Linked DNA regions of Mus musculus: region 1 is linked to region 2. The links are chromatin contacts, called in public promoter capture Hi-C maps. All regions are on one chromosome and are shown on one strand. The core of a region is the stretch at or near the end of the contact, and the rest is flanking DNA. Distances in the headings are between cores, read along the strand shown. Region 1 holds the start of Pqbp1 (polyglutamine binding protein 1). Region 2 holds the start of 2010204K13Rik (RIKEN cDNA 2010204K13 gene).

Evidence for each region. Promoter capture Hi-C pulls out the DNA fragments that hold promoters and counts their contacts.
Region 1: a contact with region 2 is called in a promoter capture Hi-C map of pre-B cells, with 10 times the contacts expected there. The contact joins the promoter of Pqbp1 here to the promoter of 2010204K13Rik in region 2. A contact is called at or near these places in 6 of 39 promoter capture datasets (the C10 cell line, cranial neural crest, liver and 2 more) and 1 of 9 other capture datasets (adipose tissue).

What each region holds. Positions count from the first base shown.
Region 1 is chrX:7,897,711-7,900,410 of GRCm38.p6, forward strand. Pqbp1 (polyglutamine binding protein 1) reads right to left here and starts at 1,290. Exons shown (of 7, transcript NM_019478.4): 1 at 1,061-1,290; 2 at 841-926. The coding sequence starts at 907. It overlaps Timm17b (translocase of inner mitochondrial membrane 17b), which reads left to right and starts at 1,626. Exons shown (of 6, transcript NM_011591.5): 1 at 1,626-1,759. The coding sequence starts at 1,734.
Region 2 is chrX:7,421,718-7,424,417 of GRCm38.p6, forward strand. 2010204K13Rik (RIKEN cDNA 2010204K13 gene) reads right to left here and starts at 1,271. Exons shown (of 2, transcript NR_027924.1): 1 at 1,162-1,271.

The sequences.
Region 1 (2,700 bases), core at 40-2,539, 480 kb after region 2:
GAGACAGGCAGATCTTGATGAATGCAAAGCCAGCCTGATATACAGAATGGGTCCCAGGCCTGCCAGAAGTACAGAATGAGACCATGTCTCAAACATTAATTAGTTAAATACCATGCAGTCATGGGTTTATTTTACTTATTTTCTGATACACACACATATATATACACATATATACATGTGTACATACACACACAGACACATGTATATCTGGCCTAGAATTCAGTATGTAAACCAGGCTGTCTCCTGTGATCCCTTTTACCTGCCCCAGCCATGCTGGGGACTACAGATGAATGCCACCATACTTATGTCTATTTGTTTTTTATTTTTTGAAGACTGGGTCTTGCCAAATTGCCATGTCTGGCCTTGACCTCCTGGACTCAAGCCATGTTTGTAGCTCAGCCTCCTTAGTACCTGAGATATTTGTACCTGCCACCGTGTCCACTTGATTCATGACTTAAATTAAAGCTATCCCTCCAGCCTTACACTTCACACAGCACCCACCAACCACGAAGAAGTAATGAATATCAGAAAAAATTATATTGACAACGAGATGCCTGCCAGGCCATGCAAGATACCAAGTATCAAAACCAAGGTGCCAGTCAAGGAGATATACTTCAATAGAGCGCATCCAAGAGCTCTGGTCTAACCCCAGCAGTACAAGGGGGCGGGGGAAGATGCACACTAGGACGGCAGAAGATGGCAGAGCACTTACTTAGCAAACACCTAGGTTCGACAGGGGCGGGAGGGGGCGGAGAAAAGGGGGAATAAAGAATAGAATAAACAGCAGAACGTCTATTAACACTGGCACATGATAGATGCATCTGCTTTTAGTTTTCTCACCCGGCTCCAGATGTTTGAGGATGCCCCTCTTCGCCAAGCGGGTCTGCAGCGCAACAGGAAGCGGCATAGTGGGTAGCTGACCAGACCTAGAAACAGACAAGACAGTACTGAAGGGCAGATCTGATTAACATTTCAATCTGGATAGCCAGTAACCACGCGTGTGTTCACACACACACACACACACACACACACACACACACACACACACACACACACACACCTACGTAACTGCAACAGTAGCTGGAAGAGAACAAAAATGCGTGCTAAAAGATAAAAGAGATATGTAGCAATATGGCCAGAATTAGGATCAGCAGAACTCTCCGGACCCAGGCACTGGAGACCGGATGGACCAAAGACCCAGTTCCTCTCTAGACCAAGGCTCCACCCATCACCCAAGGGACCAAGTGCCACACACCCGCAACCCAGAAATGGGATCACCCAACGTTCCTCAAAGTCCGCACGGTGGGCGGAACCAAGGCGCTAGGATGGGGGAGATACAATGCCAACGCCATCTCCAGCTTTAAAAGAAAGCTTACACCCCAGCCTTACCAGTACAACTGTGCGATTAGTCAAAGTCTATCTCCTTACCCTCCTCTCCCTCATTGGCACAGTGCTTACCAACACCGAAGGGCTCTTGGTTTAAAGCACAACAGGCTCCTCGACTCTCCCCAGGTGCAATTAACTGGTCGCATCCGACGCTTACATGGAACGGATGTGGCCCTTCTGGCTAGCCAATAAGAGCGCGCCGTTGGCCTTACGTAAGCAGAGAAGAACCAATTGTTCCCTTGGTCTACGTACAGCGCCTCAGAGCTTGTGGGCGTTTCGGAGCGGGAGGGGGACGGGGGGAGTGTCTCGCCCGCGCCACCGACTGCGCCAGGCCGGACTCTGGCGCCATGGAGGAGTACGCTCGCGAACCTTGGTACGGCGATGGGCACAGGCTTCGGGACAGTCCGCGCGACGCTCAGGCGGACAACGGGAGGCGGGCGGGGAAGGCAGGGGCTGCAGTGTCAAGTCCCTGACCCGGGAGGCTCGGAAACTTCACTGCCTCTGCGCATCCGGCATGGCCCCTCCCACTCGGACTTCGTCAAAAAACCGCCACCGTGGAGTGTCCCAGTATGTGCGGTGTGGGACAAACTATCGCACTGTTGCCCTGGCTCTTCTCCTAGACCCCCTTTGTGAGCCAAAAGAGAAACGCTGGGCAGATCCATTCCGGCGGTGAGGGAGGAGAGGCGTGGAGCCAATATCCACAGGGTTTCTTCGTGTCGCTTTTCTCAGGCTGGCTTTTGACATAGGATAGGGCATGTGTGAACTCACTGTGGGCTAAGCCAGATGGCACCTGGCTTTTCCGCACGGTCTTTTGATTTGTCCGATTTAGGTTTTAAAAGGACACAAGGGTTTCTCTGGACGTGCTTTTTGTGTCGAACCGAGTGTCAGTCACCCTGTTTATATTTTACTTAAATAACGTTTGCTAGTTAACACTATTGAAGCCTGACACGACAACTCCCCCCCCCCCCTCCCAGACACGGTTACTCTGTGGTGTAGCCCTGGCTGTCCTGGAACTCACTCTGTAGTCTTGAACTAAGAAATCCTCCTGCCTCTGCCCCCCAAGTTCTGGGATTAAAGGCGTGAACCACCCCTGCCAGGCACATGACAACTCTTACTGATTTTTGATAGTAACAAAAACCATTTTGTTTTTGGCTCCTGGTTCTAGGATTTGAGGGACTCTGTTCTTCAAATCTAGTTTCACGTAGAACTCTCTGAGAATACTGTATTGTCAGAAACAGTCATAGGGGCTCAGTGGTAGAGTAGTTGATTTAAGCAAGAGACAGATTGTGGGGGACAGGGGACCTAGATTCCAAA
Region 2 (2,700 bases), core at 21-2,520:
ACAGCATGATCCATACTCCAGTGGAGACCCTAGTCCAAAAACAACCCTCCCATTTGTTAACACATTACCTACCCAGAAAATAGCTTAAATGTAACCTAACCAAAAATTAGGCAGCTCTAGATTCCCAGGTGTGCCTGGGCCATACATCTCTCAAGCCTACTGTTGTTGGGAGAGCTGGATCTGGGAAAGGAAGACAAGATCTGAAGTACTCATGGTTCCCTGCCTTACCCAAGCATTTCTCAACAGTCCTTGTAATTTTTTCAGAAATCCTTCCATTCAGAGTCCTGCCTCCCTCGGATGGAAACCCAAGCTTAGCCTAGGGGAAGGACTATGCCCTAGTAGGTTCTACTGATTGGATGCTCTTCCATACAACTTTGGCTCATGAGGAAAACAAGAACTGCCTGGCAGAAGCCATGCCCCATGGATGTGATAGACCATGACCAAGGGACAGTAAGGATTAGAATCAACTAAGATTTATTTATCTTATGTGTTTGAGTGTTTAGCTCACATACATTTCTGCGCAGGGACACTGGTTTTCCTTCCTTAGGTAACAAGGTAGACGACAGATGATATAGATGATAGATGGCATGGGTATGTGTGTGTGCACGCCCCTCCCCCTCGACCTATTAGGGAGCTCAAAGAAACTTGTAGCTGGCTAGAAATCTGATTTAGAGACTAAGTAGTAGAAACATGTATGTTCCCTCTTCTTGTCCGCATGGACACTGCTGTGGTTGAGTTCCGAACTATGTCTCTAGAACATCCACAACATCTACTTGTGGAAACTAACACTTGGAGGTGGGAAGATGCATAAATAGTTGAGAGCACTTAATTCTCACAGAGGGTCTGGGTTCAATTCCTAAGACCCACGTGGTGGTCCATAACTCACGTTCGGGGGGGGGGGATCGATCCAATGCCCCTCTTGTAACCTCTGTAGTCACCAGCACGAACACCTTACACGCGCGCGCGCGCACGCACACACACACGCGCGCACACACGCACACACACGCACATTTTACCTTCTTTAAGTACCGGGGGCAGGGGGGAGGGGGGAGTTTCCCCGTGTGCTCGTGCACGCGCGCACGCACGCACGCGTAGGGAATGTAAGTAAAGCGTCTAGACAATAAGGACCTAAAATGAAAGAGCCATAAGCTACCTACTTACGTTTTTATTTCTCAGTTCTCCAAGTTCCAAATCATCCGGCCCACTAAGGTCCAAACTTGGAGGAAGCTCGAGTCTCTGCTTATTAACACGTGTCGCGGCACGGCTGACTTGTGCGTCACCAACCACAAGGTGGCGAAAGAGATTATCACATCAAACCAGCCTGCCTTCTGCCTCTTCTATACCATTATTTTGCTAAGCAGAAGCATTTCCTGAGCGTGAGTCATTCAATGAGCACAGTGGTCCTATGGATTGTGGCCCTATGGATTAGCTATGATTTCACAGATGAGCAAACCAAGAGCTGCAGATACCTGTGGAGTTTGGCTGTTACCTATTTTTAGTACTGCATCTGCATTTACACCAGCGTCACCACACACATATGAGTACTGTAGTGTTACTTATTTGGCAATTGCTCTGCCATCTTTTGGCAATAAGAATTTATTTCATCCTCATCACAGTCTTACAGGATCACCATCATATATGTGGTCTGTTGATCAAACATCATCATACAACACATGACTATATGTTTCTATATGTTATCTATGTTTTTACTTAAAGGTTTTTTATTATGAAAGAAACTGTATTCCTGGTAACAACTTTCAAATTATAATAATGAGTAAAAAGTCTCCTTTCTTCCCATTAGAACTAGTCAAAAGCGTAACTCCTCACATATTCCTTCATAATTTGTTTACAAATACATAAGCATACTTCATATGTTTATCTTACAATGCACACAAATATATTGTACACACTGTTCTACAGCTTGCTTTTTCTAATTAGGACAGTATCTTGATAGCAGATGTGAGCTGAGGCCACACTGGCCTGTGGACCTCATTTACAGATCTGGAGTAGGACGTGACTGTCCTCACCTGAGAACAGCAAGTGTGTCACCTGATATATTGCAGCCTGAGGTGACAATGAAATGTGGAAGAAGAGAGCGGACTCTCTGCAGCAGCAAGAAAGCGTGGTGAGGTGTAAGGCAAGCCTGTTAATGGGCAGCAAGTGGGACTGGTCCCCATCTCTGGTATATTCAGGTCCTTAAGCTATAGTTTTGAGAAAGTTCAGATTTGGATACAGGCAATGTTCACAGTGCCTTTGGGGACAGGGCACCTCTTTACACCACCGCACAGTGCCAACGTGTGGAAACCCTGTGGGGTAGTAATTGGTAGCATTTTAAAGGTGACAAAATTGAGACTCAAAGAGGACAAGGCTCCCAAGGCTACCCTACTTGAAGCAGCACCTCCCCTTACCTACCTTGTCAGTACTTACAGGACCCTGGGGAACTATTGGCTATTGGTAGACTCTGGAAGACCGGATATCATTATCTTCAGATATGTACCCACTAGGGAAGCCAGCCAGGTCCAGTGCATAACTCCACAGTTACAGTCACATAAGCAACCCTTTTTAAACTGAGTATGTCACAAAACAAGAAGCCATGAGTGTAGGAAAGGGAGGACAGGGGTGAGAGAGAGACAAGAAAGTAAGGATTAGAGCAGTCAGAATCCATATATATAAACATATATGACATTATTACAGAACAAA